4 separate regions of the Sus scrofa genome follow, and regions 2, 3 and 4 are each linked to region 1. The links are chromatin contacts, called in public Hi-C, HiChIP or PLAC-seq and promoter capture Hi-C maps. All regions are on one chromosome and are shown on one strand. Each heading gives the region's core, a stretch centred on a gene start, on an enhancer-like site or on the middle of the called end of the contact. The rest is flanking DNA. Distances are from core to core; before and after follow the strand shown.

Region 1 (2,912 bases), core at 87-2,586:
GTCAGAACTACCTGTTAAGGAACTCTATCTACTCCCTAAAAGGGAGCTCCAGTGAGGGTCTCCGCTTACAACGCAGCCCTATTTCTCCCAGAAAAGCAGTAATCCCAGCGAGTCGTGGGGTCAATCTGCCACCTTTCTAACTTTCTCAGAATTAGGACTCCACTCCTTATGAACAACTGCAAGTCTGGAGAGTTATTTTCTAAGTTAATTAAAGATACCAATGCGATTAAAGCTGAGAGAGCAGGAGATCATTTCTAAAACTTGGTGACTACACCCAGCACACAGTCTAGTTCCTTTCTCCATTTGGGACAAATGGCTTCTGCTCACCATCCTCCCTCCCAGATGCACCCCGACGTCTACTGCCTGCCTACTCTTCAGTCTGCAGCCACCTCCGCCAGGGCACCGGTCCCACCTTTGGGTGACTGCCCCTGGGACCAGGACGAGACTCTTGGGGTGGCCACACCCCAGGGATGAGACCTCCTCTGGTGACCGTCTCTCAAGGGACTGGATGTGGCTTCCTTGAGGGGATGATACCCCAAGGTCAGGCTGAGGTCTCCTCGGGGTGACCAGCTCCTGGGGATGGACGCGGATTCCTCAGGTGACTGACTCCTGGAGACGGGAAGGGGCCTTCTCTGGGTGACCAGTCCACGGGGGCGCGAGAGGGCCTCCTTGGAATGACCGGCGCAGGGGATGACAATGGGGCTTTCTTATGGCCATCGGCGACGGGCCGGGCCTCCTCCTCGAGGCGACCAGCTTTCAGGATGAGAACTCTTCAGGGTGATCGGATCCCGAGGACACAACGTGGCCTCCTCGGGGTGAGCGGTTCGCAGCGGGGCCGGGAAAGGGATTGTCCGACTGGCTTCCGCGGACAAGACCGTCTGGGGTGACCGTACCCCAGGGATGCGAGGAGGCTTCCCCGGTGACAGCTCTAGGGGTCATAAAGCGGAGGAGGTGAGGCCGCCGCCCCGAGGCCTCCCGGAAGCTCGCGCAGACCCCGCGCACCGCCTGGGCCGGGCGCCCCTCCCGCGGGCCGGGGATCGTGTGGGTAGGGGTCTCAGGCTCCGGCTGCCCGCCCCGCCCCGCGGCACCGCCTCTTCCGCCGGCCCGCGGACGTCAGCCGTCGCCGCCCCGCCCCGCCCCGCCCCGCCGCTGCCGCCGCCGCCGCCCGCGCGAGGCCGCCTCCGCCTGGCCTGGGCCTGGAGCGGCGCACGGCGCAGGTCCCTCCCCGCCATGGCCCTGGGAGGCGGCAGCACATGGCGGCCGCAGCGGCCATGAGCGCGCCCGCGGCCCGGCCCGGCCCCCCCTAGAGCCCGCCCCCGGCCCCGGCCCCGGCTCGCGCCACGGCCCCGCCGCCCCCGGCCCCGCCGCCCCGCCGCCCCGCGCCCGCCGCCGCCGCCGCCATGGGCGTGCAGGGCTTCCAGGACTACATCGAGAAGCACTGCCCGAGCGCCGTGGTGCCGGTGGAGCTGCAGAAGCTGGCCCGGGGCAGCCTGGTGGGCGGCGGGCGGCAGCGGCCCCCGCACACGCCGCTGCGCCTGCTGGTGGACGCCGACAACTGCCTGCACCGCCTCTACGGCGGCTTCTACACCGACTGGGTGAGCGGCGGCCAGTGGAACCACATGCTCGGCTACCTGGCCGCGCTAGCCAAGGCCTGCTTCGGCGGCAACATCGAGCTCTTCGTCTTCTTCAACGGCGCGCTCGAGAAGGCGCGGCTGCACGAATGGGTCAAGCGGCAGGGCAACGAGCGCCAGACGGCGCAGCAGATCGTCAGCCATGTCCAGAACAAGGGCACCCCGCCGCCCAAGGTCTGGTTCCTGCCACCCGTCTGCATGGCGCACTGCATCCGCCTGGCGCTCATCCGCTTCCACGTCAAGGTGCGGCCCGCTGAGAGGGCGGGCGGGCTGGCCGGGGTCGGTAGGGGCCGACGGGCCGGCCAGGGGCAGGGTTGGAAGCCCGGGCCGGCCGGGGTCGCTTCAATTCAGGGTCAGGGTGGGCCGGGATCTGGAGTCCGCGGTCAGAGTTGGACTGGAGTCTGGAGTGGGCGGGTGGTCTGGGGTCCGGGCCTGGGTCTGAGTCTGGAGCCCGGGGCCGAGTCCGAGTCTGGAATCTGCGTTTGGGCCGGGGTTGGGATCTGGGGTCTCTGCGGGCCAGGAGCTGAAGTTGGAGCCGGGCTGGGGCCGGGGCCCCGGTGGGGGTCTGGGCCCCGGGGACCGCAGGTTCCTCTCCCCTCCTGGTCTGTCTGACGGACCTGCTGCAAAATGGACGCGCGGCCTGGAGTCCGGCCGGCGGCTGCGAGTGCCCGGGATCTGGGGGCCTGGGTTGCCCCAGGCGGTAGCTGCAAGCTCGGAGGGCACAGTGCCGCCCTTGCTGAGATCCCGCGTATTCCTCCACTCTTTAAAGCTCCTAACGTCAACTTTCATGAGACATTCGTTTTCGAATTTCGCAAGACTTGAACAGCAACAGGTTTTTTTGTGGGAGCAGGTGGGCTGGCTGGCAACAGGAAGGGGTCTCCATCCATTGAGGGTGGATTGAAGTTCTGCCTACTGCGGTCACTCCGGCTCAGCTGGGGGCAGTGACCTGGGCAAGGCCTGAGGAATTGGTCTCTTCTTGAGAACTCAGGCCTGGGTCCAGGTTCCCTGTAAGATGGTAGTTTTTCGAGAAATTGGTTTTTGTGTGCATTAGATTTCAAAGAGCCATAAAGTTTGACATGGAATTCTGTTAGTTCTGTACTGAGAGTCTGCGTGAAAAAGTCTTTGGTTCTGTGTATGTGATGTGAAACGAGTAGCTTAAAAGTCAGGGCGAAGAGAATGTGAATCAGAGTTTCCAGGATTTATTTCTCTGCACAGTGAAGAGTCTGCCACTTTGGGCTGTGCACTCAGGTAATCAGAGCTTCGACTGTCCAGCACTCTGCT
Region 2 (2,827 bases), core at 136-2,635, 840 kb before region 1:
TTTTTCTTTCTTAGCCGCCCTGCGGCATATGGAGTTCCCCGCTCAAGGATAAGATCCAAGCCGCAGTTGAGGATGGGCAACACTGGATCCTTTAACCCACCGTGCTGGGCTGGGGATTGAACCTGCGTCCAGGAGCTGCAGAGGTGCCACGGAAACCGTTGTGCCACAGTAGAAACTCCAAATCTACATTTAGCTGCCTTTTCTTCCCTTTAATTCACTCTTTAATCACTTGGGAAGAGAATATATTGTCCACCATCTTACTGATATTTACTTTTTAAATTTGTTTTTTAAAAGTTCAACATATTACAAGAGATCCCTAAATCAACTGCTTTGTCTCTGGTTTCATGCTTCCTGAGCTCTCTGAAAAACCTGAATGAATGCTCCAAGTAATACTGTCCCATCTAATAAAAACCTCTTCTGTATTCTTTTCAAACGCTTCATTCAGGAAGAAAATCATAAATTCATAAAGCTGGAAGCTAAGCATCATCTCCCACTAGTTCCTCACACAGACCCTAAGGTGCAGTTACTACACCAATTTCCCATCTCCTGAATCACGCAAACCTAAAATCCTGTTATAGTTTACATTATGGTCTCCTGGAGTTTCTCCCACAGTTCTTAATCATCTTCAAGGCCCCAAACCCACTGCAGTGTCTGAGAAGCGTTCTCTTTCTCCCACCCCCCAGATTCCACTTTAGAACTGTCTTCTTCCTCTGTGCACTTAGAATACTGTATTATTATACTGTGTAAGGGCCGAGGACCGGGGATGCTGTGCTCACTTCCCTCTAGCCTCAGACACCCAGCAATAAAGGCTCCTTCAAGGAAGCCTAAGAATTTTTTCTTAAGAACACCTAGCCGTCCAAGTAATCTCGTCCACCTTCTGAAGCTCTCCAGCAAGCTCGGTAACACCAAATTCCCAGAACCACACCACGGTTTAAGCACTACCAGAACCCGAGGCTGAATATGAGGCCCTTCCAAGAGATGTAACCCTCCGCCCGCGAGCCAAACCAGGATTGCTGCCGGAGCCCGAGTTCTTTCGCTCCACTTAGACCGGGCCGCCACCCCCCATCTTTCCCTTGGAAACAGATTTGCACGAAACTAACGCACAGACCAGAAGAAATATTTTTTTAAAATTCTGTGTGGTCTCCTTGGGCAGGAAGGGGCGTACCTGAGGGGCCCGTAGGCAGGACAGAGTGACCTTAGGGAGTCCCTGCGGGCAGGACGGGGTGACCTGAAGATCCCCTATCGTACCTGAGGGGCCTTCGGACCGAAGTACCTCAAAAATCTTACGCCGGGGCCAGACGGCCTGAGGTGATGCAATGTTCTGAAAGCATGAGGCGAGGAGAAGCGGGGCGGTCTGCACCGGCCAATCAGAGAGCTCCGATTCACACCTATCAACAAGCAGGGCGCCAACTGGCCGCCTGGGTCCCGGGTCACGCCCACCCGACCTGCACTGCGGTGTGCTCTGGGAAAGCGGCAGTGCGACTCCCCGGACAGCTGCCAGTGAGTGGCGGCGACGTGCTGGGTGCTTCAACGCAACAAGGGCGACGGTGGTAGACAGGACCGTTTTGTGGCCTCTGGGGTGGGGACTGACTGGGGAGGGGCACTGGGAGGAGGCCGATGTTGTGCATAGTGACTGGATGTTTTTATACGGGCGTTTCCCGTTGCCGGTCTTCACCTCACTGTATACAGAACATAAGTCAATCTCACCAGGCATAAACCAAATCCAGTGACAGTGGACTCAGTAACTGTGCGGCTGTGAGTGTTCAGTCTCCAGGCTGCTTTCCTAAGTGACCGTTAAGTAAAGCAGCCCTAGCATTAGGGCTATTTTTTAGTGTAGTGGAATCTGCAAAAATGCAGAGTCTTGGGGCACGCACTAGGTCTGCTGAGACCCTGGAGTGACAAAAATATGCATTTTAACAGGCATCCTGTATAATTCTGCTGCACACTAAAATTCCTGACCTGCCTATCTAAAAGGACACTCCTACTTCCTAGGGAAATGTAGAAGCTGCAGAAAGTCTGGGAGGAGCTGAAGCACTGATGGTCTGTGGTGTTCAGGGAAGCCTCTTCTGTGTTCTTCAGTGCCACCTCCAGAGTTCTAATGAATTTTACTGCAGAAATTACGTTAAACAGCCACATGGAGAGCTGTAACAAAAAGGAAGGAAATGTCTGACAAACTTTATAATTACTGCATCTTAAGGTCTCCTATATTGAAAACAACATATTTGCATATTTGTCTGCTAACATATATTTATTATCACTGCTGTGAGTCTGCCCAGCACATTCTGGATCTCCTGGTCAAAAACCAAAGGGACTCCGGAGCCATGAAAACAACAGGCATTGGCAGTAGACACTATGAAGGAAATTTTAAATTTTAGCTCTTGACAAAGTTAAGAGTGATTATATATGTAACTGTAGTGTATCAGATAGAGGGACAGGGAAAAAAACTCATCTGACTGAGAATATGTATAAAACATGTTGATAAGCTTCACTAAGAACATTTTGATAGTCTGTGTAGCATTCATTCAAGTCACTTATGGTTTATATAACCAGTTTATTTAGGGTTTAGGAACACCCTAAAGGGGTCAGAGTAAGGGATTTCACATCCTTGCCCAAAGGGGGAACTCTTATTAACTAGCAGTACTTGGAATGAGTTTTAATTTTCAAATTCCTCAAGTTGCCACCTTGGTCAGTTCATTTTATTATCTATCCAGACAGCCTAGGTTAGAGTAAGACAGAGGGTTTCCAGACAGATATGTCTGGGGGAAAAAAAAAAAAAAAGGTGAGGACAGCATTACTATTTTTGAAACAAGCTCCTTTATGTCTTTTT
Region 3 (2,750 bases), core at 76-2,575, 590 kb after region 1:
GGCCCAGCAGGCTGCCCCAAGCTCAAGGTTTTCCTCCTCTAGTTTCTTGTTCACTTCAGCCCACAAAATTAACTCTTCAGTTTAACTCCTTTTCCGTGTATTGCATTGTAGTAATACAAGTGTTAGATACTGCCACCTGAGATCGTAAATATAAACGCACCAGGTAAACTAAGTGCTGTTCAAAAACATTTCTATTATCCATTAGGATGAATTTTTGTGTTCTGTTTCTGCTTTTTTAAAACCTTGTGCGCAAAGTTAACAGTGAGGAAAGACAGACTCAGCTTGTGGGGCTCCCAGCCATTGAGAGACCTGAAAGTTTACCTAAGCAGTGCTTTCCGGGGTCCTAGTTTGGGAGGGTCATTATTGGAACGGAGGAATGATATTTTCAGCAAACGTTAAAGTAGGAAAATTAAACATTGCTTTGAAAAGACAAGACTCTTCAAAACTTGGGGCCTTCGATTGGCTGCCTCATCTACAGCTGCGTAAACTGAAGCAAAGTGGGTGGGTCTACTTGAAGCCTCAGGGGGCGGCGGGCGGGACAGTCCTTGTGGGGGTCGCACGCAAGACGTTCCGGCAACCAGGGGGCCAGGCACAGCCGCCCCCAGCGAGGCCAGCGACCACGTGACAGCGCCGATCGATCACGAGCGGACTGCAAGACCCCGTGCCACCACTCTCCCGGCGGTCCAATAAGAAATGGGGAGCGGGCAAGGTGGGTGGGCCCTGGTCGCCCCGCCCTTCGCGAGGCGGGTCCAGCCGCCGCCCTCCAGTGAGGTCCCAGCGAGCCTGGCTCGGCGGAGGCAAAGGGCAATGTTTACGTCAGTCAAACGGCCTCGCCAATGAGTTCGCGCGCTGCGCTCGAGCCCGCCCCTGCCTCGGCCTCCCGGCGCCCGCGCTCCCTTCCCTCCGGCCGCCGCGGCCCGCCAGCCCGCACCTCCATCCGGGTCTTCGCGTGCGACTTTCCGGTGGCTGCGGGCGGCAAGCGCCGGGGCCGGGCTGTCCCCGCGGAGGGCGGCGGCTGGCCGTTGGCTCTTCCACGAGCCTGAGGTGGGTACAGAAGCGAGACAGCGAGCGCGGGCCCGTCGCCATTTTTCTTCTCTCGGACCCCTGGCGGAGCTGGGAAAAGGGGACCGCGGCGGCCTGGTTGGTAGAGAGGCCTGGGGGCCAGAGCAGGCCGGGCTGGCGGGTGGCGAGCTGAGGCCGCGGGAGGCGGCGGCGCGGGCGGGGGATGGGCGCCGCGTGGCGCGTCCAGCCCCAACCCCCTCCGCTTCCCGCCCAGCGCCTCACGGACGGGGGGAGGGGTCATTCTTCACATTCTTCACCCAGCACCTCCCCCCACTTCAATCAAACTTGGGCGGGGGAAGTCCCGCCCCCGCGCCGTGCCCATTGGCCAGCATCTCCTCCTGCTTTGGCGTAACTGGCTGCGGGCGCCGCCAGGTCCCCCTGACGTCGCTTCCGCTATCAGGTTTGTGGGCCGGGGAGACCTTGGTCTTGGGGGCTGGGATGCTGGAGGGAAGGTAGGAAGTGCGGGGGAGGGCCGGGGCTCGCTGGCTGGCAGGCCCTGGGCTGGCTCCCTGCCTCTAATCCGTCCCACCAAGTGCAGCCTCCGGCCACGGAGCAGCTGTGCGACTGGGTCCAACCGGCGGCCGTCCTTGGCGGGGGAGGGGCCGGGCGGGCGGTAGGAAGTGGGATCCCGGGGGACGGTCTTGTGCACGGCGACCAGGGCCACCGCCAGCGGCCCCAGCACTGATTTGGGCTGCACACCCTGCAAGCGGGCTGGCTGATAAACGTTCCCGGAGGACTCGAGTGTGAGGAATGCGTAACCTTTATGTCCTTGGCTGGCAGTGGCCTTCGGTCTTTACAATTTTTACAGTAGGGACTGGCCCCCTGCCTTGTGTGTCAGAGTTGAGGGTGTGTTTTTGGCACATTTTTCAACTCTTAGGCTTTTTAAAATTGACTTTCCATTTATGAGCGGGTTGGCAAACGGCATCAGGGCATTGGGGATAGTGAGTGTGAAATTCTTAAAGTAAATCGGAAGACTGAATGATTTTTCTTTTTTTAACTTTATTGATAATGTATCGCTTTTTTGGCACTTCTAGTTAAAACCGCATTTAGCAGTCCTCGTTTATTTTTATTGGCCTGAAAATCATGCAGTAGTTTAAGAAAATGTAATGTTAAGTTCTAAATTTAAATGTAGTTCAGAAAAATACAGTAACTTTTTATCCGTTTTTCTGCTGTATAGTAGTCTGATTAGTTTATAGTATATTCAGAGTATTGTAGTTAAGGCAATAAAAATTTGTAAGTTTGGGTTTTTTTGAAGGTGCTTGATGTACTGTACACAGTTGTTAAAAGTATCGTTTTGAAACTTGTGGACTCTTTTGAGAGTAGAATGGTTAGCATTAACTAGAATGTCTTGGTTTAGAATACAGTACACTAGATATTTGTGTACCTTTTCTTTCAATAGCTAACATATGGTAGTTTTATAAATAATTGTAATTGCTCAATAGTGAGAGTTAGAAACCAGTATTTCAAACTGTAGGTGCTGGCTTACTGGGTCATAAAATCACTTTTAGTGGGTGGTGATCACAATTCTAAAAAAATAGAAAGTATTAGTTTGTTACATGAAACTGTTAATTCAGCTATATACGTATTTGCTCCTGTAAAAATACCTTTTTTGAGGGTATTTGGAAAAGTTTGAAAAACAGCCCTTCTGATGGGTATTTTTTTTGTTTATAGCACTAGTGTTCTCCTAA
Region 4 (2,968 bases), core at 9-2,508, 810 kb before region 1:
GAACCTTCTATATCAAACCAGTTGCCTGGACATGTGTTTCATTTCCTATTTTACTGCTTTCAAATTTTATCCCTGGAGACTGTTGAAGCCCTCCATGAATGCATTTTGGAACAGCACCTCAACATAGACACAAGTACAGGCAATTATTTTCCCTCTAAATGATCACAATATTATACCCTTCTTTTTACTTGTCCATATTGTTAGGTGTTTTTCCTTTATTCATTCATACATTCATTTATTCATTTTAACAAACGCTGCCAGGAATGGGATGGGGCAGGTTAATACCCCATAGTGCTATGAGAGGCAGGCAAAAGTACTGCAATACTATGTCACAATAGAAATATCTACAGTGTTGTTCAGGCACACAAAGAGCAATTGATACCGCTAACATAGTTTTGTTTTTTTTTTTTTTTTTTAAGGCACTATGTGCCAGCGTTGTATGAAGCAGTTTGCAGGCATTTGGTTTTCAGATTATCAGGGTAAGTGAAGTCACTTTCCGAATGCCATTCAGAGAATTAGCTGTGAAGCCAGGATTATAATCCAAGTGTAATTTCAGAACCTGTAATTCTTAACACTATACTAGGGAGGTTGTTGGATCAGAAGCGACTCGGAAACTCTTCTGTGATTTGAGGCCCGTCGTGAGATCTCCAATTCAGTTTAGGACCCGGCAGCCTCAGCTCCCAGCCGGCTCCTCCTCCCAAACTGACAGTCTCCTCCCCAAAGACCCCAAAACAGCGCCCAAGAGCCCAGAGCATGGCTCCGGTCTGGGCACGAGCCGGCAGCCATCTACAATTTACTGGTAGCTTCCGCCGCCCCCAACCTACCCGCCCTAGCCTCCTTCCTCTGAGAACAAAAGGCGAGCAGAGAGAAGGTAGGCCAGTTTGTCCCGTGACATCGCTTGCCCCGACCCACTCCTCACCACTTCGTCCTCTACGTCGAGCGCTGCTTAGGGCCCTGACTTCTAGTCACGTGTCCCAACAAGTGCCATCTCTCTTCCTTCCTCCTCTATTTCCAACCCAGCATCTTAAGGTTCCATTACAAAACTCAGTACCCCAGTGCTCTTTATTTCGTCTGCAGTCTTCTGAGCGACCTCGATGCCTGTCACCCTGCGTCAACCTCTGCAAAAGACCCCAAACTAAAATTCCCTAATTCACACTAAAGAGGGTCATCGCTTTGTGTTCTCCTGGATGAAGTCGGCGGAAGTGGGGCAGGGGAGAAAAATACAGAGGCTCTCGGTTCCAGCACTCCCGGAACCTCCTCTTCTGTGACGTAGGCATCCTCGTTGCTTCCAGCCGCCTCTGGGTCGGGGGTGGACAGCAGCATCCTTGGCCTTCGGGTTAGAGGGAATTAACCTCTTGAAGTGTAGGTAGGGACTGCGGAGGGACAGCCGTTAACTAGTACACAGGGACAGCAACGGTCCCCGGATGCTTACGAGCGCTGGGTATGTGCGAGGGGATCGCGCGCCGTTCCCCTGCCTCCCCAGCCGATCTCTGGGATGGTTCGCGCCATCCGCGCGCGAGGCTTGAAGAGCGGGCGGTGGCGCGCTTCCACCAGGCAGTTTCTTGTCAGTGCCTCACCATGGACTCCCTTCGCGCTGAGGCCGACGCCTTGGAAGCCGAGATCAAGGCCTTGAGGCGGGCGTGCGTGGAGCTACCGGCGCCGGGTGAAGACACCTCACCAGTCCGGTACGTGGCCTTCCTCAGACTCGGTGGGAAGGATGAAAATCTCTCCACTCCGGGTTCTCGGACCTCCGTCGGTCACAGACTTTCCCGAGCACCAGACGTGGGCTGGAACTCATTATCTACAAAGCTAAGAGTGAGGAGTCCACGCGTGGGCCGCATTGTAAACGCTTACCGTGTATTAACCGATTTAATCGCAGTCAGGGGGAAGGTGTTTTTCTTTCAGTTCTCTTTCTCTTGCTGATAACTATCTAGGTGAAAGCCTTGCTTATTTCCTTAGCAACCTTGCTTTTAGTAGGCAGCAGTATCTAGTTAAGATTTAATGACTATTTGTTTTCATGTTATTTGTTTTTATAGGTCACTTAACTGTGACAATTGATACTGATTTACTGGTTTTTCGTTTATGTTAGTGACAGGTGATTTCCTCTGAGAAATAATTTAGGTTAAAAAAAGTAAGTTGATGTAAGAAAAATAGATAAGGAATTCCCGTGTGGCTCAGCAGGTTAAGAACTCAGCCTTGTCTTGGTGAGGATGCAGCTTGGATCCCTGGCCTGGCCCAGTAGGTTAAGGATCCCGTTACTGAAAGCTTGGTATGTAGTCACAGATGCGGCTTGGATCTGGTGTTGCTGTGGCTGTGGCATCAGCCTGCATTTGCAGCTCCAGTTAGACCCCCTATCCCTGGAATTTTCATATGCTTCAGGTGCTTCAGGTTAAAAAAAAAAAGGAATATAGTTTGTAGGAGAATTTGGCAAAAGCTGCAAAGATGATTGTCAAATACCCGCAGGTAGGGAAGCATCCCAGTAGCAGAGGTGGGGGAACTCCCTGTCTAAAGGGGAACAGAGCCCTTTGAACTGAGGGGTAGAAATAGCTGGAGTGTTGTGTGCTGCAGAGCAGTAGCATCTTAACATTTTCGTTCCCAGCAACAGTCATGGTCTGTCCATTACTTACCAAGTGCCAGACTGAGAAATGCAAGGGTCTTTATGTGCATCATCTCTTTTAACACCTATGCCAATCTTCTGAGGTAGGTATTATTGTAAACCCTGTTTTAAAGTTAAGAAAACTTGGGAGTTCCCGTCGTGGCGCAGTGGTTAACAAATCTGACTAGGAACCATGAGGTTGTGGGTTCGATCCCTGGCCTTGCTCAGTGGGTTAAGGATCTGGCGTTGCTGTGAGCTGTGGTGTGCGTCGAAGATGCGGCTCGGATCTGGCGTTGCTGTGGCTGTGGTGTAGGCCAGCGGCTACAGCTCCGATTCTCGACCGCTAGCCTAGGAACCTCCATATGCCGCGGG

What was found. Promoter capture Hi-C pulls out the DNA fragments that hold promoters and counts their contacts. Hi-C and Micro-C count contacts between places; a contact is called where the count stands out from the background. HiChIP or PLAC-seq counts read pairs in DNA pulled down with a chosen protein or histone mark.
Region 2: a contact with region 1 is called in an H3K27ac HiChIP or PLAC-seq map of alveolar macrophages, with 10 times the contacts expected there. The contact joins the promoter of IARS here to the promoter of FAM120A in region 1. A contact is called at or near these places in 1 of 5 promoter capture datasets (fetal liver) and 1 of 2 datasets of contacts at active chromatin or transcription factors (alveolar macrophages).
Region 3: a contact with region 1 is called in a Hi-C map of liver, with 4 times the contacts expected there. The contact joins the enhancer-like site here to the promoter of FAM120A in region 1. A contact is called at or near these places in 2 of 5 promoter capture datasets (fetal liver and liver), 3 of 47 Hi-C or Micro-C datasets (heart right ventricle and liver) and 1 of 2 datasets of contacts at active chromatin or transcription factors (alveolar macrophages).
Region 4: a contact with region 1 is called in a promoter capture Hi-C map of liver, with 5 times the contacts expected there. The contact joins the promoter of NOL8 here to the promoter of FAM120A in region 1. A contact is called at or near these places in 2 of 5 promoter capture datasets (fetal liver and liver) and 1 of 47 Hi-C or Micro-C datasets (heart right ventricle).

What each region holds. Positions count from the first base shown.
Region 1 is chr3:42,860,258-42,863,169 of Sscrofa11.1, forward strand. FAM120A (constitutive coactivator of PPAR-gamma-like protein 1) reads left to right here and starts at 1,337. Exons shown (of 19, transcript XM_021088177.1): 1 at 1,337-1,874. The coding sequence starts at 1,401. It overlaps LOC102158199 (a long non-coding RNA gene), which reads right to left and starts at 1,104. Exons shown (of 2, transcript XR_302257.2): 1 at 413-1,104.
Region 2 is chr3:42,021,225-42,024,051 of Sscrofa11.1, forward strand. IARS (isoleucine--tRNA ligase, cytoplasmic) reads right to left here and starts at 1,386. Exons shown (of 33, transcript XM_021086986.1): 1 at 1,249-1,386.
Region 3 is chr3:43,454,481-43,457,230 of Sscrofa11.1, forward strand. No RefSeq gene overlaps it. Among named protein-coding and RNA genes, the nearest start is that of MIRLET7A-2, 9.8 kb to the right of the region's middle. Within about 2 kb of position 1,326, at least 81 of the 83 cell types and tissues checked have an H3K27ac peak or open chromatin away from gene starts, as enhancers often do. A contact at or near this core is called in alveolar macrophages, fetal liver and liver, where this site is marked.
Region 4 is chr3:42,051,791-42,054,758 of Sscrofa11.1, forward strand. NOL8 (nucleolar protein 8) reads right to left here and starts at 1,259. Exons shown (of 17, transcript XM_013995776.2): 1 at 920-1,259. CENPP (centromere protein P) reads left to right here and starts at 1,576. Exons shown (of 8, transcript NM_001315813.1): 1 at 1,576-1,685. The coding sequence starts at 1,579.